3 separate regions of the Mus musculus genome follow, and regions 1 and 2 are each linked to region 3. The links are chromatin contacts, called in public Micro-C and promoter capture Hi-C maps. All regions are on one chromosome and are shown on one strand. Each heading gives the region's core, a stretch centred on a gene start, on an enhancer-like site or on the middle of the called end of the contact. The rest is flanking DNA. Distances are from core to core; before and after follow the strand shown. Region 1 holds the start of 4930439A04Rik (a long non-coding RNA gene). Region 2 holds the start of Tmem131 (transmembrane protein 131). Region 3 holds the start of Kansl3 (KAT8 regulatory NSL complex subunit 3).

Region 1 (3,019 bases), core at 98-2,597, 970 kb before region 3:
CTTCCAGGTCACAGTCTAGCTTTGAGGGAAGTTGGGACAGGAATTCAAGGCAGTAACCGAAGCAGAAACCGTGATGTTTTGAAAGCTGCTTACTAGCTTGCTCTGTTTGCTTTTTTTGTACAGCCCAGCCCATTTGCCTAGGCATGGTGCTGCCTACAGTAAGCCCCCCACCACTACCCCCTCACTGCCCCACCAGCAATCATGAAGATAATTCCTTACAGATAGGTCAATCAGGAGGAGGAAATTCTTTAACTGGGGTTTCTTTTCTTTCTCTCTTTTTCTTCATTTTTTGGGGGTTGGTGAAAGGCTCTAGTTTGTCAAGCTAACAATAAAAACCAACCAGCATACCATACTAGAAAACAATACATTAGATCCTTTTATCTTAAGAACTACTCTGAAAAGACTCCCAACAGTTGACAATAAGAGCACAGACTCCACCCTACCCATGACTAGTGTGTCCCCAAGTCCCCCCACCTGGGCACTGCTTGCTGCCTATTTGCCCGCAGGGAGGATGCCTGTGGCTCGGGAACACAACCACGCAGAGGGCCCATCTCTTGAGTTATATATGCCAGGGTCGTATTAAATGCACCTGGCTTTCTGTTCTTTTCTGTCTTCAATGCCCCCCCACTCTTGTCCACTGAAATGTGCCAGTGCTTCCTGGCTGTGGGGCAGAGAATCTAAGCCTCCCAGAGAAGTAAGTGTGAAAGCTCTAAAGAGAACAGGGATAGGACAGACCAGGACAGAGGGGCTTATGTCTGCCCCCAGCCCACCCTGTGCGAGGTCCCAGTTGGGTGCTCATGAGGCTCTTCTGACATGGCTGTCACCATACTACCATGTCAGTGGTCAGCAGATGCCGAGATAGAAACCTTTCCCCAAATCAAATGTGTGTGCCACCTGACTACATTACATTCCATAATACGAAATTCTCCAAAGGGCACAAAGCTCATGCCCCTGCCCCAGCCCCATTTTCCTTTTGGAACTACAGCTCGGTTTTCATTAACTGGGTCTCGACTGCAGCTGGCTCCTGACAGGACCTACTATTCCTACCATCAACCTGTCTGACCCAGTTTGAGTTTTCTTCATTTATTCCCATAAAAGAGAGAAATATAACCTCATTTCATATCCCAGTGTGATATTTTAATCTAGGAAGCTATCATTAGAACGCCTATCTCCCTTGGAACATGCTTTTGTTTTGTAAGCAGAAAGAGTCCACACATTGTAAAATAGTAATTTCAGAAAATAAACCAAAACATCTCCTGACACACAAAGGATACACCAAGTTCTGACTATGATGTAGGCAGAATCAGGCCCTGTTCCCTCCTGTGCCCACTGACAAAGGCAGCAGCTGTTCTAGATTCTAGATTCTGGGTGCTAACAAGTGAGTGGGGATTCTAGGGCAAGGAGGTGTTGAGTCCTAATTTCACACAGGACAAGAGCAGGAAGAAGGCAGCCCAAGGATAACAAAATGTCAGAGCTGACAGACCAGAGATACCTGTCACACTTCTTGGATTAACTGTAAGTTTCACCTCTGCATAACCACAGGCAGGGCTTGGGGTCAGGATTCTACCCTAACCAGCTTCATCTAGCTGCCTTTACCAGAGTCGTGTGCTCTTTGTCCCTTGTGATAAACAGCAAGGTCAGAAAAAGAAAATCAGTACAGAAACCCAGCCCCTTATGTAGATATTGCCGCTTCCTGGGGGTGTGTACACTGCTCCTGTGTCCAGCCTTCTTTCTCCATCTCTAGTTTCCAGCTCAGCGGATGGTACCACAGCTTTCCAGAACAAGGCAAAAAGTGAGGAGACCTCCCTTCCTGTATGAGCTCCCACTTCCCAACAACCTGACAGTCCTTACAGGACCTTCTAGGACCAGATCCTTCTCACCAAGGCTCACACCTTGGTCTCCACTACATCTGAAGAGGTTACAAGGAATTCTGGGTAAGTGCCATCACCCTGCAGCTTTGTAGACTGTCCTCTACCTCATTCCCCAACAACCATGGCGATGTACAAAGACATTAATTACATACCAAAGAGAGGAGGATGGTCAGAATTTCGTGGCTGTATAAAGCTGGATATATAATTATACATGAAACACCATGTCATGCAAGGACAAAACTTAATTCTTTAAGATCCACCACCTAAACTCCCACCTAGTAATGAGTTACCCCTACTCACTGGTGCAGCTTTGGCACAAATGCCATGGCTGGAACAAGTTACTTTCTAAGACTGCTCCATGAGATGGAACTAAGACCTGAATCGTTAAAGGGGCCAAGAACCCAGGGCTAAATAGGTCATAGGCCCTAGGGAGAACCAAATACTATATTTTGCTTACAGGCATACCATTAAAACAAATCCCATTGAACAGATCATCTCTCAACCATCATTAAAGAAGTTCCTCCTTGCAGTAGACGGCAATTAACATAGAGAATAAGAGACTATAGTGTGCTCAGCCCTAAATTAGACATACTTGCCACACCCTTCCCCCAAAGTTCAAGGCTTCCGTTTTCATGGAAGAGGGGCCAGAAACAGATGACATCAGGGAGACAGTGTTTCCCATACACAGCTGGGCAACTGCACAAATGAATGCACAGCTAGTTATTGTGACAGTGTGCACAAGGCCTGCCAAGCTCTCCCCAGACAAAGTCCTGGCACGGATGGTAGAAAGTGGGCACTGGATCCCATCCCTAGCTGAGGAGCTACTGGTGTCGAGAGCTTCTGGGAAAAAAGAGTCAGTTTTGTTAATGGCCCTCATAAGGTGACAACCACTTTCCAGGGCAGCCCCACTCCAGAGCCTGGCTGGGCAACACTGAACTTACAGAAGAAATTCGTTAAAAAAATTAATAATAATATTTCAAAGTTATGTAGGAAGGGATGAAAGGGTAGAGGGTGATTACAGAAGGAGCTGGGGTATGTGAATATGTTCAAAATATATTGTATGAAATTCTCAAAGAATAATACATTTTAAAAAAATACCCAGCAGTGAACAAATAAGGAAAAAGAGGGAGGCAAGGATTTGCTTTGCC
Region 2 (3,279 bases), core at 449-2,948, 570 kb before region 3:
ACATTTCCTTGGGCTTAATTTCTCCCAGTGTTAGAAACCTTCCATATAAATCTCTTACCTTAGGCACATTTCAAAAGCCAGTTTAGAGATAATTATTGAGATTTCATTACATTAAGAAGAAAATTTAAGCCCTGGGTTGGATACCCAGCACTGAAAACCATTAACTTAAATTCAGTGCTAGTATTCAAAAAATTAATGTTCTTTAAAACAGCAGTCAGGGATGGTGGCATATACCTCTAATCCCAGTATTCTACTGACTTTTAAGGAACACAATGAGTTCCACTCCAGCCTGGGCTCACAGTGAGTTCTAGGTCAACCTAGGCTACAGAAGGAGAATGCCTTGGGGGTGGGGGTGGGGGGCAAACCAAAAGCCATCGGGGGTGAGGACGCCTTCAAAATGTATTATTAATTTACATGTTTGCTTCACAAACAGGACGACAGCAGAAGGAAGAACGTTGAGTACCTTTTAAAAAAGGTTTTCTGAAATCCCATTTTCTTTTCTAGTTTGTTCTAAGACATGCAATAGGCAAATGTGGCCTTTTAAATAGATCGACTAACTCAACCAAAAGCTGAGAAAAGCAAAAAAAGACTCTGGGGCTAGGCTCTGGGGGGAAGTGACCAGGCTACCAAACTGTGACAATATCCTTCCTTCCCCTTCCCCAAAGGGCCTAGATTAAGACTTGTATCGAGCAAACAGACACACAGAAAAACACACACACACACTCAAACTTTAACCTGGGAGACATGAGGTGCTTCTTACAGGAGACTAAGACACACCATCTTTGATTTTGGCCTTTGAAAGGAGTATGCGCATAGAAACATATTGATCATTCCAAGACAGAGAAAACCCAGTCTGATTTCTGGCACACCTCGCCTTGTTCCTCCACCCCGCCCCAACTAATGCTTTTTACACACATGGTAAGTTTCCAAATACAAGCAAGCAAAGAAACTGCATAAAAAGGGCTTCCTGTGAACAAGAGGTACGAAGGTTCCATTAAGTCCCTCTTGGGTACGCTTTGGAAGACACAAATGTAAAGAGGGCGGGTCCCCCGTTCTTAAGGAAGCACTGCAAGAAATTGAATCGGACCCTGAACACTTCCCACGTCAAAGCCACCGAGAGGCAGAGGTGCGACCCGAGAAATCACTGGCACGGACTGTCGGCGCTGGGCTCCGGATGCGCACTCAGCCCTCTGAAAGGCTCGGACATTGCAGTACCACTAGACCCGGGTTTGTCCCGGCGTCGGAGGCGCGGCCGGGCCCCGCCCACGCACCAAAGCGGCTGCGCAGCGTGGCTACCCTATCTCCCACGTGACTGCCGTCATTGCCTCCGTGAAGCTCCGGCCGCCATCTTAACTCCTGGCCGGCCCGGGTCCCTCTCCCTCCTTCTCCCGGGCCGTGCGGCAGTGACAGGGTGCGGTTGGCCGCCCCGGCCCGTCCGGTCGGTGAAGCCCGTGTGATTCTGAGGGCGGGGCGAGGAGCCGGAGCTCACGGAGTCCACGGGGAGCACGCGAACCGGCGGGCCGCCCAGGTATTGGCACGGAGGGGGCGGGCCCCTGCGCTCTGCCCCGCCCCTTAGAGGCCAGCGCCGGGGCCCGCGGCCCTTGCCCGTTTCCAGTATGGCCGCCCGCCGTGCCTGACCCGCGGCCTCTCCGTTCCGGCTCTTCGTAGGCGATGCCGATGCCGAGACTGTGACTGACACTCTCGCTCCCACGCACGCACCGACCCAGACCCACGCCGGGAGCCCGAGCTCTGGGCCCACAACCGCTCTCTCCTCGGGCACCGCGGCCATAGCCCGGACCACGGCTCCCGCGCCGCTGCCGTCGCCTCGCGGAGAAGGGTCGCGCAGGACCTCGAGCTCGGCGGCCCCCGGCCCGCCAGGATGGGGAAGCGGGCGGGAGGAGCAGCCGCCGCCGCCGCCGCCGCCTCCACGTCCTCCGCGGCCGGGCTGGAGCCCGCGGCTGGCCGAGGCGGGGGTCCTCGGAGCGCAGCCGCGGGCCTCCTGGGAGCGCTGCACCTGGTGATGACCCTCGTGGTGGCCGCGGCGCGGGCCGAGAAGGAAGGTGGGTTGCCGGCGGCGGGCGGCGGGCGACAGGCGGCAGAGGGAGGCCCGCGACGGGCGCCGGCGCGAAGTTGCTGGGTCGAGCCCCGTCCCGAGCCGGCGACTCGGGGTTCGGCGAGCTGCCGCGTCGGCCGCGCGCCGCGGCTCTGCCGCTGCTCCGTGATTCCTTTCCCCTCACCGTGTCCCGGTCTTTCCCTCGTCTACTGTCAGTGCCCATAAAACTTCCCGAGCTCTCTTGTAGGTTCTTGCCACTTGGCCCGCTATGCGAGGAGGCACCCCGCTTTTAGGCTTCTTGGTGGCTCCTGCTAGGTCGATCGCGGGACGCTTTTCTTGTTTTCCCTTTGTCAGGTTTTAATTTGGGCATGCGGACCGAGCTCACTTTAAAATGCGGTGGTTAAAAAAGAAGAAAAAAAAAAAGCGAGACTGGTGGAAAGGCTTCAATACACGGCTTATAAAATTTCTATTTGCTGGGACATCTCTTTGAAGAGGCTCTTGTTTCCTTAGTATCCTTCTTCACTATCCCTTTGCGGTATGGAGGATCGTTTGTTATTAGCCCTAAATAGACTCTCATTTGCCTCTAGTAAGCTACTGGAAGCCGGTTTCCATTTCTGCTTTAATATCCTCACGTAATTCGGTGCCTTTCTCTTTGATGTGTGAGCCCTTAGAAACGAATGTCAAGTTCCCAGCTTGCACACCCTTCACCTGTAACTCACAATTGAAGCCGCACTCCAGTTTTAATAACTCCTCTAATATTGTAAGGTTGTAAAACTGGTACTTTGACAAGATCAGAAATTACTTTGCAGTCTTGAAGACTAATTTGGGGGTGGGGGTGTTCTGGACTACCTGTTTCTGAACGTGAGCCCAAGGAGAAGTGTGAGCAGTCACAGAACCTTCATGAATTAATTCACAGTGAATGCTGCTTTTTTTTTTCCCTAAGAAGAAAACTAGTTAGATTATTTTTGTTTTTCCTGTATAAAGTCGCTGTTACTGGCTAGCAGCTGTAAAGTAAACCAGATTAGCCTTAAAGTGCAACTCTGTGTCAGTTTATTATTTATTTTCCTTAGAAACATTATATTCTCTCACTTAACTCTATAAACAGAGTCAGCCTGGTTAACAGGCAAGCAGGGATTTGGCAGAGGCAAGATTATTTTAAACATTAAAAAATGCTGCTTTAAGATGGTCAGGCCTGGGATTGTCATAGTTCTTATTATTTATGATCC
Region 3 (3,011 bases), core at 40-2,539:
TGGCAGAAATAATTGACTGCATTCCCCTGGCAACCTGGTGAATCAGGGTTTAGGCATTTGCACATTTCAAAGTTGAGAAAAAGGCTGAGCCAAGCAGTTAAAAGTCGAACCTTAAATTCATTGTTTTTAATAGCTGAGTAGTACTCCACTGTGTAAATGTACCACATTTTCTGTATCCATTCCTCTGTTGAGGGACATCCGGGTTCTTTCCAACTTCTGGCTATTATAAATAAGGCTGCTATGAACATAGTGGAGCATGTGTTCTTATTACCAGTTGGAACATCTGGATACATGCCCAGGAGAGGTATTGCTGGATTCTCTGGTAGTACTATGTCCAATTTTCTGAGGAACCACCAGACTGATTTCCAGAGTGGTTGTACAAGCTTGCAATCCCACCAGCAATGGAGGAGTGTTCCTCTTTCTCCACATCCTTGCAAGTATCTGCTGTCACCTGAATTTTTAATCTTAGCCATTCTGATGGTGTGAGGTGGAATCTCAGGGTTGTTTTGATTTGCATTTCCCTGATGATTAAGGATGTTGAACATTTTTTCAGGTGCTTCTCAGCCATTTGGTATTCCTCAGTTGAGAATTCTTTGTTTAGCTCTGAGCCCCATTTTTAATGGGGTTATTTGGTTTTCTTTAGTCCATGTTTTTGAGTTCTTTATATATATTGGATATTAGTCCCCTATCTGATTTAGGATTGGTAAAGATCCTTTTAAATACCTAATTAAAAAAACCTGGGGGAAAAAAAAATTGAACCTTACATCTGTCCTCTGCCTCATCTTCCACCTCATCCTAGTCTGAGCTGTACCAGTTTCTTATTAAACTCCGCAGAGCCCTAGAATTGTATCCCAACATTCTGCAAAGCTTTCCCTCCCTCTCTTCATCTCCCCATCTCTCTGGTTTGCTTTGAGGTCTTGAGACAGGGTGTCATGGTGTAGCTCAGGTTGTTCTGGAACTCACCTCGATCCTCCTGTCTCAGCCTCCAGAGAGTGCTAGGATTATAAACCCCGATGGGCTGAAATAAACCCCACCCGCACACTGCAAATTGAACCCAGCTCTGTAACAGGGAAGGGGACACCGAGCGCTGGGGTGGTCTGAACTATCTTGCTCTTTGTCCTCACTTTTCCCACAGAAAACGCAGAGGGAGAACGTCTCTGCCCCGGGAGTCGCGCGCGCTTTCCGCGTTCCCCACAGGTTAGCCAGGTCCCGGGCGCGGATCCGCTCCGGGCTTTGCCGCTCGCCGCCGCGCGGTTCCGGGAGAGCGATCTGCTTCCGCGTTTTCCTCAGAGCCCAAGGCGCCGGGAGGTAAGGCGCACGCGCATTGGGGTCCGGCTCGGGCGAGCGCGCGGCCGACAACTGCGGGTGAGACGCGGTTTTGCCCCGGCGCGGGTGGTGGCCCGTGGGGTTCCAGGCGTTGGGCGGCGGGCTCGGAGAAGCCCTCGGGGCTCCGCGGGCATGAGGGGTCGGGGGCTGAAGCCGCGGGCCAGGCCGGGCCGGCCGGGCGGGGCGCGGGAGGCAGACGCGGCGCTGGGGCGGCCGAGGCGCGAGGCCGAGGAGGGCCCCGGGAGGGGAGGTGGGGCCGGGCGGCTCCTCCTCGCCGGGAACTCGGGATGACCTTGGCCGAGTCGTCCGGGCTCCGGGGCCGCCGCCCGGGTGGGCCGTTTTGAGGTTCTGCGGTTCCGTGGCGGGAACCTCTCAGAGGAGCGGGCCGTTTGCTGGGCGCCTCGCCGAGGGAGGGCGAAGGAGGAGAGGCCTTCTGAGGGCCCGGCCGGGCTGAGGGCGGGCTCTAGTTTTTCTCTTCCCAAAACTCCGGAGTACCATGAGGTTGATGCAAACCTTTGGTGGAGCGTGACCCTAGGAGAGTCCCCTTGACCTCAGCCCAAAGCAATGAAGCTTGGAGGCCCGCGGTGCCCGCCTGTTGTGCTGGGGCCACCCGAGCAGACCAGCCCTGCCCACGTCCTGTTTAGGGGACGAAAAGTAGGGACCTTTAGCTTTTGATGAATTCATGTTTGTGATCCCTCTGGTTTGCAAAAACCTTTACCACCCAGGAAGAAAATTGCCCAGCAAATTTAGGTTTTTGTTTTTGAGATGGGATCTCAATATATTGCTCTGGCTGTCCTGGAACCCACTCTGTAGACTAGGCTGCCCTTGAACTCCCGGAGATCCGTCTGCTTCCGCCTCCCCAGTGCTGGGATTAAAGGCGTGCGTCACCACGCCTTGGCAATTGCAAAGGTCATGTTTTTGTGAACTGTGGAGTCTTGTCAGTTTACAGTTATAAAATTGTGTATGGCACCGTTCTGTTTGGTGGCGGTGTGGGAGGACACATAGATGTGCATAATCAAAGATCGAATGCTGAGCATAAAGACATGTTTTGATAGTGAAAGTTGGGAGAAATGGAAGCTATTGAATTCACAAGCCCCCTTTCACTGCAGGTGACTAGCATGCAGATATTCACACCCTGACTTGGCTGCTTGACTACTGACATGGCCCACCGGGGTGGGGAGAGGGACTTCCAGACTTCAGCTCGGCGGATGGGTACCTCCCTGCTCTTCCAGCTTTCAGTGCATGAGCGGGAACTGGACCTCGTTTTCCTGGATCATAGCTATGCAAAACCGTGGAGTGCCCACCCAGATGCCAGTAGTGCCCGCCCCACCCGCATGCTCTTTGTAACCCCCCGTCGGCAGCAGGAGAATACTATGTGAGTTTGAGAATACCATGTGAGTTTGGGTTTCCTTCTTAAGGAAGTGATGCGTGGCGGGGCTTAGATGTTCTTAGGAGTGATTGGGGCTGCAGGGTGAATGGAGAGCTTGGATGAGCAGCATCAGAACGGCAGGGCAAAGTTGGACACCTACACAGACATTGCCAAACATGAGTTAGGAAAGGGAGATGCGCAAAGGAAAACAGCCTAGCTTGCTTAGTTCCCAGTAACTAGATAATTCCTTCTTCCCTTTACTGCAGCATCTAGTTTGTTTGGCAGTGGCTACAATCTATCATTGAGTCTCTGGCTT

The links. Hi-C and Micro-C count contacts between places; a contact is called where the count stands out from the background. Capture Hi-C pulls out chosen DNA fragments and counts their contacts.
Region 1: a contact with region 3 is called in a promoter capture Hi-C map of liver, with 2.3 times the contacts expected there. The contact joins the promoter of 4930439A04Rik here to the promoter of Kansl3 in region 3. A contact is called at or near these places in 1 of 39 promoter capture datasets (liver) and 1 of 9 other capture datasets (liver).
Region 2: a contact with region 3 is called in a Micro-C map of embryonic stem cells, with 5 times the contacts expected there. The contact joins the promoter of Tmem131 here to the promoter of Kansl3 in region 3. A contact is called at or near these places in 1 of 39 promoter capture datasets (cranial neural crest), 3 of 484 Hi-C or Micro-C datasets (CD4 T cells and embryonic stem cells), 1 of 115 datasets of contacts at active chromatin or transcription factors (pancreatic cancer cells) and 1 of 9 other capture datasets (pancreatic islet).

The regions. Positions count from the first base shown.
Region 1 is chr1:37,332,560-37,335,578 of GRCm38.p6, reverse strand. It overlaps 4930439A04Rik (a long non-coding RNA gene), which reads left to right and starts at 1,347. Exons shown (of 4, transcript XR_003947777.1): 1 at 1,347-1,515; 2 at 1,745-1,934. The region is part of intron 1 of Inpp4a (inositol polyphosphate-4-phosphatase, type I); the gene reads right to left.
Region 2 is chr1:36,937,946-36,941,224 of GRCm38.p6, reverse strand. Tmem131 (transmembrane protein 131) reads left to right here and starts at 1,698. Exons shown (of 41, transcript NM_018872.2): 1 at 1,698-2,060. The coding sequence starts at 1,880.
Region 3 is chr1:36,367,459-36,370,469 of GRCm38.p6, reverse strand. Kansl3 (KAT8 regulatory NSL complex subunit 3) reads left to right here and starts at 1,289. Exons shown (of 22, transcript NM_001310513.1): 1 at 1,289-1,365; 2 at 2,436-2,701. The coding sequence starts at 2,487.